3 separate regions of the Anas platyrhynchos genome follow, and regions 1 and 3 are each linked to region 2. Evidence: chromatin contacts called from public Hi-C data. All regions are on one chromosome and are shown on one strand. Each heading gives the region's core, a stretch centred on a gene start, on an enhancer-like site or on the middle of the called end of the contact. The rest is flanking DNA. Distances are from core to core; before and after follow the strand shown.

What was found. Hi-C and Micro-C count contacts between places; a contact is called where the count stands out from the background.
Region 1: a Hi-C map of liver shows a contact between it and region 2, with 2.6 times the contacts expected there. The contact joins the promoter of DPF3 here to the enhancer-like site in region 2. A contact is called at or near these places in 3 of 8 Hi-C or Micro-C datasets (liver, skeletal muscle and subcutaneous adipose tissue).
Region 3: a Hi-C map of small yellow follicle shows a contact between it and region 2, with 2.0 times the contacts expected there. The contact joins two enhancer-like sites. A contact is called at or near these places in 3 of 8 Hi-C or Micro-C datasets (skeletal muscle and small yellow follicle).

What each region holds. Positions count from the first base shown.
Region 1 is chr5:35,415,698-35,420,367 of IASCAAS_PekinDuck_T2T, forward strand. It overlaps DPF3 (double PHD fingers 3), which reads left to right and starts at 3,300. Exons shown (of 16, transcript XM_072038823.1): 1 at 3,300-4,059. It overlaps DCAF4 (DDB1 and CUL4 associated factor 4), which reads right to left and starts at 2,990. Exons shown (of 13, transcript XM_027457634.3): 1 at 2,685-2,990; 2 at 1,117-1,214. The coding sequence starts at 2,788.
Region 2 is chr5:35,514,206-35,518,728 of IASCAAS_PekinDuck_T2T, forward strand. All of the region lies in intron 6 of DPF3 (double PHD fingers 3), which reads left to right. Among named protein-coding and RNA genes, the nearest start is that of DPF3, 97 kb to the left of the region's middle. Within about 2 kb of position 3,031, at least 3 of the 8 cell types and tissues checked have an H3K27ac peak or open chromatin away from gene starts, as enhancers often do. A contact at or near this core is called in small yellow follicle, where this site is marked.
Region 3 is chr5:35,434,808-35,439,013 of IASCAAS_PekinDuck_T2T, forward strand. It overlaps DPF3 (double PHD fingers 3), which reads left to right. Exons shown (of 16, transcript XM_072038823.1): 4 at 3,521-3,653. Among named protein-coding and RNA genes, the nearest start is that of DPF3, 18 kb to the left of the region's middle. Within about 2 kb of position 2,159, at least 3 of the 8 cell types and tissues checked have an H3K27ac peak or open chromatin away from gene starts, as enhancers often do. A contact at or near this core is called in small yellow follicle, where this site is marked.

The DNA of each region.
Region 1 (4,670 bases), core at 2,050-4,549, 98 kb before region 2:
TTCTTGCTCCTAGTTGGTCCCAAGCATGATAGGCAGACCAGGAATAGATGGCAGCCACTTAGAGGAAAAAAGGATTTTATTCAGAAGAGGTGAACACTAACATCTTTGAGGGTTTTTATTTAAACCTTTATCTACTACTATAACCTGCATTTGAAGTAACCTCTTTTTGCTGCTGCTTATAATTCATCTCCCTGTCAGTATGTCTTAGGTTTCAGCTTGGCAATAAATGACCAAGATTTATTCAACTTGAAAAAATTTAAAGTTAGTTGGTAAGAGTACACTGCATGTAGTATACGGAATCTGTTTACGCAGCAATAAATGTTTTGAATGATATGTATTATTTCCTAACAGGCTCACAAACTCTTAAGCACAAGAGTGATACACACACAAAAAAAAAATCACTTTATGCTCTGGCTTTGTCTGTTGCTAAGAGGTTGCAGAGTCAGTGGTGTTTCAGGACTCTCCTGCTGTGGAGCTATGCATGTTCCCACAGGCCTAGCTTTTCCTAGGGATGTTTAATGAGTCAGAAAACCAGAATGCAAACGGAACATCATCTTTTATAGCATTGCTACTGCATCAAGTCTGGTTTTGCCAGTTGACTCCCTAATAACGAATGCACAGATGATTTAACCAGACAGTATTTCTTACAGATTATAAACACACTGAAGGCATAGAGATGAGTTTGTATTTTTCCAAAGTGGTGGATAGTTGTGTCTTTTAGAAGACTGAATAATTTGATCTACATTACTTTTTTATATGCTGTCCTTTTATTTTTATTGAAAGATATATAACATCTTCATCACAGATAAGAAAAAAGTTCATATGCTTCCCAAACCAAGATTTCTGGAGAGAAAAACAAAATTCTATTATTGTCAGTTTATAATAGCTTGGCTAAGCACACAAGCTTTCATACAAAAGATGGAGTTCTGGGCCTGAAAGTGTTTTATTCCTGCTCTCCAGATTTTCACTTACTACATCTTTTTAGATCACCTTTTCAGATACTAATTTTCTCTACGAACTTTATTGTTTATATCCATCCTTTAACACCATACTATTAACACAGCTGCTACCACATTTTTTTTCATAAGATCAGCGTACAGACACTGATTTTCTTACCTGGTACTACAGAGTTCTGCGTCAAACTGGATGAAGAAGGATTTCCACTGCTGCTGGGGTCTGCATTCACTGAGGTTTGTGGTTCCTCCTGTTCAGACCTAAAAAAAATAATAGCATTGCCTTCAAGACAGGCCCACAATTGCCCTACACATCTTTTCCGCAAAGCCTCTTTAAAGCAGCTTGTTAGTCACATTAATAGAGTGCAATTTTGCAGGTCTGTGATAAGCACACTGTGTGTATCACTGTATGCCAACCAATGAAAAAGGAACAGTACAAACACTCAGCTTTAAAACCTCTCAAGAACACAAGAGATAACAGTATCTTAAAGTCCGAATTACTTGCTAAAACATTAGAGGTGGTTGCTGCTTCTTTATGTGTAGTTAACTCTGCAGCAAAAGATTAGTTCTGGGCACATTACCATACCCTCTGTTTCAAAGAAAAGCACGTCCTTGAAAGTAGGATAACGCTTTAGAGCATGAAGTGAAAGAAATGGCATGGATAAAAAAAATGACATCAGGTCAGAAGTATTTTGCTATTGTCTTCATGACAGGAAGCTCATGAAGGAGCTTCAGAAGCATGCAAACCAAGGAAAAAATTCAGGAAAACTCTAGGAAAGAAAAAAAATGTAATCAGTGTCACAGTGAAGTAGTAACTGCAGCTTTCTTCTTTGAGAAGCCATTTAAACAGGCACAGTCAGTACTGAGGGGTGAAATTCCACTGGGATGTTTTCTGAATCGCCCCTACGATTCTCACTTTTTGAGACAGGTCATCTTAAAAGCATTAGGCCAAAATGTTTTTCATGAGTCATAATTTACTGAAACAAAATAACAAGGCAATTCTGGTTTTAATACCAGCTCTGTTGCTGTTCAGTTATACAAGTTTGCAATTGTTAAAGAATGTAACTGATATATTGGGCGGGGAACCACTGAATTCTAGCACTTGGGTCTAAAGCTTATTAGTGAAATACTTTATTCTATATTTGTGAGTTAGGGGCCATTTGCATTTCTAACGTTTTACACAGCTAGAATTAATGGGGCAACTCATACACGTGTGCATATCTTTCCCTGAAAATCCTTTTTACAAGAAATGCTTGTAGTATTAAAGGCCTGGCCTGCTTTACTCCTGTAAGAGACCAATGACAGAACACAGCAGAGAACGAGAGCCATCCACATAGCCCTAACACAGGTAAGCAGAGGTTCTAAACTTTAAAACGTCTTTTTCTGAAAGCATCGGCTCTCAAGGCAACACAACTCCTAAGACCTCGTCCCAGTTTCCTGACCTATGTGCGGCACTATCGCCCCAATACTTCACGTGTCTTTAAACTTCCAGGGCGATTTAAGGCTCGTTTTTACCCCGGCGGTCCCTGAGGCGCGAGCTGGATGGCAGGGAAGTGCTTACCCACGGTTCTCTTCTCCCTGAGCCCCCTGCGTGCTGCTGACGGGCTGTGGGGGAGATGAGACCCCCCGCAGCCCCCTCCCAGCGGGGGCACGTTTGCAGGCCCGGAGGGGGCCCCCCCAGCTCCCACACAGCCCCCGGCCCGGCCCCCCCACCCCCGCGCCCCCACTCGCCTGTCGGGGCGGTGTCCGGGCCGCCTGCGCCCGCGGGGCCGCTGCCTGTGCCCGCGGCCGCTCCAGCCCCACTTCTCCTCGCCTCTCCAGCGGCCTCCCCGCATGGCTGCCTGCGGAGACAACGGACACACACGCGTGGGGGTGCCCGCCGTGCCAGCCCGCCTCCGCACCGGGGCTTTCGGCGGTGGGAGCCCCAGCGGAGCGCCTCGCCCCGGGGCCGGGGCCGGGGCCGGGGCCGGCCCGGAGCCGCACGCCCTGACGCGGGGCCGCAGCCCCCCCCCGCCGCCCCTCACCGCTTCCACACAGGCGCCCCGCCCACCCCGGTGGACGCTCGCTGATTGGTTCTCGGCGGGCCCTGCCGCCTGACAGGCAGCTCCCTCAACAAATAGGAGGGCAGCGCTCCGCCTGCCTCGCTGCCTGCATCTCGAGGAGGGGCGGGAGGGAAATGGCGGCCGGCGGGAGGCGCGCGCGGCTCTGAGGGGGCTCTGAGGGGGCTCTGAGGGGGCTCTGAGGGGGCTCTGAGGGGGCTCTGAGGGGGCTCTGAGGGGGCTCTGAGGGGGCTCTGAGGGGGCTCTGAGGGGGCTCTGAGGGGCTGGGCGCCGCAGCAGCCCCTTTCCTCAGCTCTGGGAGGCTTGGCTCTGAGGGGACGTCCCAGCTGGAACGGTTGCACTTTACTTTTACATAGCAAGCTTGCTATGGTGCTTGACGTGAGAGTAACTTTGGTGAGGTAATCAAGGAGTAATGACTTCAAACTAAATACGGGCAATCTGAGGCTAGGCTCTGTGAGGAAATGCTTTACTCAGAGAGCAACGAGGCCCTGGCACAGGCTGCCCGGAGAAGCTGTGGGTGCCCCATCCCTGGAGGTGCTCAAGGCCAGGCTGGATGGGGCTTTGGGCAGCCTGGTGTGGTGGGAGGTGTCCCTGACCATGGCAGGAGCATTGGATTTATGTCATCTTTAAGGCCCCTTCCAACCCAAACCATTCTGTGGGTCTTAAATCCTCTCTCTCTCACTCGGCCTGTGTTTTAAGTTCAAAATGCATAGAAATAGAAGTGGCCAGTGAAAATATACCTTTAGGGGTAGGAACAGTCAGGGAACTCCTTTGTAGCTCGTGCAGCTTGTGAACTCTGTTTATTTGCCTCTTTAAAAGGCAGAGGACCAGTGTGGTCTGGCTCTAAGGCATTTTTCATCGATTAGGCCTGTTTTTCAAGGTGGTTTAGCAATACCGGCTTTTCAGCTTCCACAAGGTGATTCTGAACTTGCACACATTAACTGGAGGGTAGAGTAAAAGGCCCAGAGAAAGCTGCATGAACAGGAGCTGTTAAGCCATTAATCCTGCGAATGCCGTAGACTGGATCCAGAATGACAGGTTCGAAGGTATTGATACTTGATCATCTGAAATTTGATGATATGCCTGTGGCCAGGAGTCTAGGAAATACAGTTTTCCCTGGTGTTTCTGACTTGTACATAGTATTTCAGAACATCAAATGTTTTACAAGTAATGTTATACCTGTGTTGTTTTTTTTTTTTTTTGTTTTTTGTTTTTTTTTGCTAGCCTTATTTCAGCTTTTTAATTTCTGATGCCAGCGAGCAGTGTTAAAGGTTTTGTGACCAATGCGCTGTTTGTAAGCTGCGGGTTTGACTCCACCAAGATAGAATTACCTTCGGGGAGAAGTATGATAAATGATCTGTTTTCTCACTTGTATTGCAAGCTTATTATAGAAGCTTGTACTTGTAAATAGGCTGGAAGAGAATTCAGAGGTCACTGGGTTGCCCTGTGTGTGTATGTATGCAAATAAAATATATAAAACAAATAAAAGACCCCCTTCCACACATACGCTTACCACCCCTCCATTGTTCCTTAGCAATTGTTTGTTTAATCTGTTTTAAGAACAGATTAACAGAAACAGCCTTTTGGTTCACTGTGTTCTGGTTATTTTGTTGTATCGCCCACTGAAAGATTTTTCAGATGTTACCTGAGTGCTTAT
Region 2 (4,523 bases), core at 1,781-4,280:
GGTTGTTTAGTAAGGTAAAGCAGTAATGTTGAGTTTGATGCTTCTTTGTTTGCATTATGCTTCTTTGCTGTACTCACTGAATGCCAAATTAGTGCATCCTACATGCCACAGGGCATGAAAGGCAATTACCACAAAGTTATCAGATAAAGAGACCTCAGCATGTCTGTCTCTGTGTTGTTTTCCCTGCTATAAACATCTCTTCTGCATCTCAGGAGTGCTACTTTTGTTGCATTGCCAGTGGCAGCCAAATAAGGCAAGTTATATTGCTCTGCCATTTAAATCTATTTTCCAACCAATTTCTATCTAGTGATTAACTTTCCTTATCAGTTACACCACGAAATAATTTCACTCCATCTGTGCATATCTGGAATAGACTCACTAGCAAAAAATGGGATTTTTCCCGTCTTGGATTTAAAAGTACAAAAGCCACGGAAAACATTGGAATTTCATTTAAAGGTAGCTTTTGATGATTTTAGAAAATGATAGTTTAGGTTATTTGCAACATGGACAGTAGAAATACTGTTCATTTTTGGTGAAAAATGCTATGGGAAAGCCTCGTGCTGAACCTAGGAATCTACCTCATGCTGTCTTCCTTGTTCTGCAGTTAAACATTAGGTGTCTGTGTGGGGCACAGATACGGCAGTTTAAGATCCCTTGAGAAGTACAGAGATGACAACCATAGAACATATAAAATACACTTGGCAAAATTCTAATTTAAATATATAATAGTTTCATTATGCCTAGGTCTTGGACTCAGGGCTTCGAGCTGTTCTCAACAGCTAGCTACTGTCTGCCATGCTTGTACTGGCTTAATATGAGAGTAGCTGATTTTTATATAGGAGTCTGTTGAGTTGGGTATATGTTATACAATATATGCAAGCAGTACAATTCTATAACATCAAATTAGGGTTAAACCTTATTTTTATTGTGTTTTACTTTTGCTAATTTCTTAGAAGTACTTTTAGTAAAACTGCCACTGCAACAGCACAGAAGGGGATCTTAGCTCCAAGATTTTTCCAATCCAGCAGTTAGTGGGATCAATACAAGAGGGTTTCAATGCTTGCTTGGGCTTCTGGAGTGGCTTATTATACAGATAAGTTGTATCCAGAAGTTCAAGACTTCTACATCATTTTGGGGATAGCAAAACAAAAATCCTAGGGCTATGTAAGTTACAGCTAGTCAGCAGCTGGTCAGTAAGCAGAATCAAACTATTGTCTTGCTAGCAACTTAAGGGTGTAGTAAATCATTTAGCAATAATACAGCATTCATAGCTGTAACCCACTTTTGCAGTGTTGGTACCTTGCAGCTGTAGGTAGTATGTGGTGCAGCTCAGTGCCTGAGAGTTTCATATTTGGTAATACCAAAAGTTAATGAAGAAAATATCTCAACATTTTCTGTTTCCAAGAGATTGTGTTCCAAGACAGAATCATTTTTTTTGTAAGATGCAAGTGCGCTATAATATTTTTCTTGGGGTCAGTTGCTGCCTGCTTCTTAATAGAACATGCTGCTTTTACTGTCTTGGTCTGTTGCTCTTATTTGTGAAGTGTTCCATTTTAAGCATAGTTACAGCTAAAGTTGTAAAGATCAGAACAGTGGAATGGAGGTTGCTGATGCAGCCTTTAGACGTCCATTTTCCTCTGCCCCTGTACTCCGAGTTAAGTGCATGGATTGCCCTAGTAAAGTTTTTTGATCAAGGGTCTAGCAGTTTTCATGTTAGCACTATTTCTAAGCATCCTCCATCCCATTCCAATAGATATGAGGTAGAAATAAAGTATCACCCAAGCTTACTTATGATAACTGCCTCAGACAATTCAGTCAATATTATTACCAGACCTTTAGGAATTACACTAAGTATTCCTGACATTTAATTTCACATGGACTGGTCTTCATCTTTCAGTGGTACATTCATATCATCACAACTAAACATTATGCCTCAAGAGCAGCCAAGTTTTCATCAGTGTAATGGATATGATCTGTTACATGAATCATTGTAGTGTAGCAGCCAAGACTCCTATGAACAGTGGTATAGATCTGAAGCAAATTCCCAGTTGTGGGCAATATATTGATATCTTGGTCATACTATGATTTTCTAGGTAGATTGTTAAAGTTATCAGGTGTTGATACTTCCGTGATATTCATGAAACTGGACTTCTGCCTTGTTCTGTTCAACTAAGTATGGGCAAGCCTGCCTCCCTGCAAAACTGGGCAGTGGTATTTGCATGGGGTCTCACTGTGGAACAATGGAAGGACTGGAAGCCGGTCATGTTTCCACACTCACTCCTTATCTGGCTGTTTTCCTTCTAACCAGTAAGAGGAAGAGCAGAGCAGAGCTCCCGTGCATGGGAGGTCTGTGAGTCTGGGCATGGGTGTGAGAGAGAGTTGGGCTGGACTGCGGAGCTTTTTATTCTACAGGAAAGTGAGAAGGAAAATTTTCCCCAACTCTCCTACCAGCACCTTGAATTGCAGGTGCCACAAAGGCAAGCAGTAAGGTTTTGGTCTTCAGTAATATCAGAGCAGCTGGAAAGATGAGGGTTAGAAATGGAAGAGAGATTACATCCTGATTACACACAAGTACCTTGGAAATCTTAATTGCTCCCTGTGCAATATGCTTGGTGGTTTTGTGGTACTGGGTGATAGCATGTTTCTGCGTTGGGTCAGACATCAATATTGTGAAAGTGGTATTACCTACAGTAAACCCTGCTGACAATCAGGTATTACAGAAGCTTTGCAACTATGTGGATGAGAACAGATAGGATGTCTATGGCCAAAAACTCTGGTGGAATTTAAATTGGTAGTGTCCCACTTCAAATTTACAAGATGGCTAAATATAGATACGTACATAAAATACACACAGAGCTTTCAAGTATTTCACGTGCTATGTAAGTGTGAAGAATATGACTGGAAAGTTCTTGTCTCAGTTCACTGCTGTCCTTTGATTTTGAACTGAAAGGCAACAGCGAGGTCTCAGAGCTGGCGGCCTTCCCACCCATTTTGTGGGTGTGGAGTACAGTTTGTGTGTGCTGCCACTCTGGTGAGAATGAGCTGTGCTAGAGTTTGTTCTGTTACTTATCTCTGGGCAGTCTAGTGTTCAGCTGACTACAGAAATGGCTTTTGTTTTGTTTTGTTACCAGCTTTGAAGCGGTAAAAATAAACAAAAGTATTATTTTTCATTTGCTGTGATGGACCATGGTAGTATTGTTCAAGGCAAGTGCCAATATCAGATTTTTAGATGGCCCTTAAACAGTGCCTGATCTGTCTGTAATCTGACATATGGAACAGACCACTGTGATTGTGATTGTGAACAAATGAATGGAGTCCTTACAGATAAGCTATTATCTCTCCAAAGCATCTTGACTTACCTTGTAGAGACTGTGTCTGATTGCACAAAGTGCGGTGTTTATCCTGGGAAGTGCTGAGTGCCCCCAGCTCTTGTGGATGATGTTCAGCATATCCATGGAAATCAGTGTTCTTTAAGATGGGGCACTTCACCAAGATAAACTTAAGATGAAATTAAAAAGCAAAGGACAGAATTAGCATTAGTATCACTTATATGATAGCATCTAGAGACTCAAGTTAGACCACTATCCCGGGGATCATTGTGATCATTGTGAAGTCTCCTTCTACTATCTGCTATAGTCTTGTGTTGTAGCATATATTACAGCCCAAATATATAAAATATATAAAGGAATTCCTCCTGTTCCAAAACAGATAAACCAGTGACAAAGTAAATTACCTGTATGAAGATCTGATCAGAGACTTGTGGTAGAGCTGGAAATTGAACCCAAGAACACAAAGAACTCAGTTCTCCCGAGTTCCATATTATTTTTTCTTTCCCTGGCTGATATGTCTATTGTCACTCAAAGATATTAGACCCTAAAAATAATTCAAAACACTAATTTCACGAGAATTTCTTTTTAGCATTTTTGTCAAACAGGCCTATTAATATTGTCTAGTTTCACTTTTGATTTCAGCCATTTTGTACAAAATCACATGTTGTTTCTTGTTCAGTACTACAAGACAGCAGTGTTGTTTCTCTATGTGCTCTGTATGGAAATACACATTTTTTTTTTCTTAACAAAAAATTTTGCTCTACTGTTTAACATATATTTAAACTTCTCTGTGATTAAGGGAAAAATTGGTTCCTATCGTCACAGGAACCTGTGCCAATGGTACCTCTTTGATATCTAAGAAGACTGTTTTAGGATCAAAACCAGCAGGATAACTCTGGTGCCAAACAAGAGTACTTCTGTAAAGTTTAGATGAATTGGATAAGATATTCCTGAAGGGTCTATAATAGCAATATATCAGTTGTTCAGGCTTTGCACAGGCTTCAGCATATCTGAATAACCAAAGATATTTCTGTGAAGAACTGAATCATTATTTTTAATTATTATTATTTTTTATTTTCCATGGCTTTTATAAGCATTTGCTGTGATGAAACCTAAATTTGGGGCAGATGTGACATGAACAGCCAGCAGATAGGAGGAACTTCTATTGTCTGATGACTTGGTCTAGATTCCTCG
Region 3 (4,206 bases), core at 909-3,408, 80 kb before region 2:
GCAATGAAATGAACTAGTGCCTTCTTATCCCCTCACTAATTCCAGTCTGCAGTTTACATGGATTTTATTCTTTCCACCTCGACCAACCCTTCAGGTTTTATTTTTCTCATTCTGAACTTTTACAAAGTGAAAGATATTTTAAGTTATAGATTGGCAAGATTAATCTTTTTGTACCCAATTTGTTTTGAAAGTAATGGAACAAAACAGAATGAAAGGAAAAAAAAAAGTGGCATGGTATTTTTTCCATATTTATATGGAAGATGAACTGAAAGCATTAAAGATTTTATTAATTAAGATACTGAAAATAAATGTTTGACAGATGTTAACTAAAAATATTAGCAGGTGGGAAATTTTCTGGGTAAGTTTAATTTTAATGTAGTTGAAATAGATTGGTTTTATTATAAACTGTATAAGTAGTCTGTGTGCTACAAAAGTAACCTGTTTTAATGTATTTATGATAACATCTGTTCCCTTGGCCCTATAAAATCTGAAATACATCTTATAAAAAAAAGAAGTTTGGATACTGAAAGAAAAGTTGTTGTTATTCTCAAGCTGTGTCTGCACAGCTCGCTTCTGCCTCCAGTTTAAATGAATAAAAATACCAATCTCCACAGTGGAGTCACCAGATAGTCAGTGAAATATTCATTCCTTTCTTCGAGGTGGTCCCATTAGTAATGAAGGTGAAGCTGTTCAGATCAAGAGCAAAATTCAAAGTTAACACTCTTTGAATGAATGTGGCAGTTTGTTTTTTCTCCGAGTTGTTAATTTTCTCAGGTAGAACGCTATCACTATTCATTATGCTCAATCCAAATGTTAAACCTGTCTTAGAATCATAAGAATTACGGTGTGTGCTCAGTGCTTATTAGAGATAAGATGGAGCAGCAAGGTAATACATTCTGTTTTCTACTCCTGGGCAAGAGGAGGTCATCATGTTACTGTGCTCTTTGGCCTCAGCTGAAATCTGTTTCAATTAAAAAAAAAAAAAAAAAAGTGGTTAAAACTGTATGAAGTCAGACCCTCCTGATTCCATCCACAGTGGTGATGTGTAACTTGTTTGGAGGGTCAAATCAGACTTTATGTACTTTACTCCTTTACTCAGGTCACTTAGGTAAGATTCATCCGTGTTACCAGACGGGTACCAGACCTGTAGCATCTGGTCCAACTGACTCGGCAACAGTTTGGGCTGTGGGACAGCCTGCACCTGCCCTGATGTGTACCATTGGCTACCTCCGAGATTCAAGGCACCTTATAAACTGCTTTTAGCCCTGCACCAGGAATAGGTGGAGGCAGGAGGCATAACATTATCTCAGATGAATTAGAGGACCATCTCCATGTCCCACTAATGGATGTAGATGTAGAAATTCTTTTCCCTGCCTTTTAATGGAGGGGAGTGAAAAGGACACTGAAATGGTTCACATCTCTTTTATTTTCCCTAGCTAGCTATTCATTTAAGGAATTACAAGGAAGACAAACCTGTGAGCATGGATATTAAATCTTGCGCTTTAGGAGATAAAGATATGCATTCTTCAGGAGATAAAGATATGCATTTTCCTTCAGAGTCAGTTTGTTCTTTAGCTTGTTTTAGGCAGTTGGGGGAAACTAAAGAACAATCCATAATAACATAAAAGGATTTTCTAACCACCCTAAATAGATTTTCAGCACTCTGTCAGAGCGGAAACTAAAACTTGGAGCCTCAAACAAATTCCATTTCCCCAAACTTTTGAAAACTTCAGAACAAGACCTTAGTGTACTTATCTAGCAGCAGAGACTCATCTTTAGTGTGAAAAATACACTTCTTTTGTCACTTATTTCATTTAAAAATAAAGAGGCTTGAGCCCATATCTTGGCAATATGTAATCCAGGAGTAATATGATAGAAAACTGAATAGTGAATACAAAATGAAAACCTTGGGTAGTCAGAATCAGGCCCGGAATGAAGTGAGTCTGAAGGCATCTGAAAACTGTTGCTGTAGCTGTAGAGGGGAGTTTTGCTTTTAGGAAAGGAGGAAGAGGGGAAAAAAAGAAATTGAGGTCACCTTTTAAGAATGTGATTCCCAAAGTTACAAAGAATGAATCATTGGCGCCAATTTTTACGCTGTGTAGCTCCCTGGTTATCTTTGTTATGCTGACTGTGTAAGATTTTTGGTGATGTGTCTGTAGAGAGCTGGTGTTGAGTCTGTAACATTGACACTCTGATATTGTTCCCTCCCCTTTCAGCTAACTCAACTATTGGTAAAGATCAAAGAAAAGGAGGAGGAGGGCTGACAAGAAACAGTGTATGAGAGATGCCTGCAAAGCTTTAAATAAATAAAAAGGGGTTAAGACTTCAAATCTGTTGCAGGATATCTGTGAAAGTGGGGCCCTGTTTTGCTGTAACAAATTAAAGCTTCTTTCACAGAGCATGCTGACCACTTTTATCTGTATGAATCTGGTCCTTTGAGTATTAATGTATTTGGACAAAACACAGTTGTATATTACTGGACATATCTGGAAATATTAAAGCTGAAAAAAGCATGTGGCTTCTGGTAGACTACCAACTGTTTCTTTTATGTTTCCCTCCACAGCAAAATTAGATCAGTGGCTTTCAGTGTTGCTGTCTAGTTTGTTTCACTTTCCAATTCACAAGAGTTGTGGAATGTGTAAGCAAGAACCTAACCTTCCCTCGCTCCAGAAAAGCACAACTCTACGATAAAACTTAACGAGATAAAAGGAAAAACAGGAGACAATAAGCAGAAGGTAAAAACTCTTTCACAGGGAAAGGTCCTTAGCCAAAATAGAGCTTTGCAGGGTGAGCAGGAATATTTTTGACCCCTCACAGAAAGTATCAATGTAGTTGCATTATGTAAATAACAGAAGTGTGGATCAGGATGGTAACAATATGATGTATGCGACATGACACTTCCAATACAGTGGAAAGAAAGGACACTGTTTTTCTTCTACTTGGGTAGAGATCAGCTGCAGTTGTGTTTGCAGGGCCTGGGGTGAGGATGTGGATTCTATCTTCTAAAGCCCTGTTCACTCCAGCCCCGTAGGGGCAGAATGCTTAGGCTTTGTGTTGATGCCTCAGATTTTACTGCAATAGTTTTATGTCAAATCCTGCCTTCCTTTTATACTAAAAAAAAATAAAAAATGTTGACAGTCCAAACAGTTGGCAACCATTTATTAAAAATATGCCCACCTAACATTTTTAGGGTAGACTTATATTCTTGCAGCTTACTTCTAATGTTCTGAGTAGGTTTGAGTACAACTATCAGCAGCTGAGTGAGAAAGTAAGTTCCTAAACTTGGAACTTAGTGTAACTGAGTGTGTTTCAGATGTGTGGGGCTTGAATTGCTGCTTAGGTGTGGTGTAAATCCACATTAACGGTATTTATTAGTGATTTATGGTAACCTAAAACCAGAATAAAAATCATAAATGATCAGTTGATGCTGGAGTGGTGTGTGTATGTGGATATGGAGCTCTCTGTGGTATGACTTAAATGTTTTATTAACATGAGTTTGTGATGGTCCCCTTACTTTCAGATGGTGAATCCACGAATAAGTTATGTAGGGCATTACCAAGGAAATGCCACTCGTGCTCCGTGCCTCTTTTACGGCTCGACCAGTAATCCAAACGCTGTGGAATTCTCCGGGAAGCACGCTGAAGGAAAACCAGGTATGAGCAGCGCCGCATGTCTTCGTTCTCACGGGTGAGACTTCCCACTGTGCTGATAAGGCAGCTCTGGCCTTGGGCTTTTGGGAGATTTCTCTGAGCGAGGCAGTTCTGATAAATTCTCCTGGCCGGTAACACGGGATCAGGCTGGGAAAAAGGCTCATCAACCCTCCAGGCTCACCTGTGGCAGATACCGCTGCTTGTTGGGGTTGCTGCTAGCGGATAAAGGCCCAACATGTGAATAACAGGGGCAGCGAGGGAAGTACGCGTGTTTGCCAAGATGGGATCAAGCCTCTCTCCCCGCAAAGCTGCAAGATCCCCTTGCCTGCTGAGCAGGAATGGGCCTATACACCCAGCCCAACAGGATCAGAGGCTTGTTAAACTTCTAAAACTGACCTCAAACTTTTTTTTTTTTTGATTCTGTGAGAGCGTCACCATTTTGCATCGGAGCGTCTCGGGGCTTTCTAGAGCACAACTGAACTGAACAGAGCTGTGCTGCCTTCTCCCAGCAGCACAGCTCTGCAGCAGGGCAGCGAGTCCCACCAGGAACCCTCCC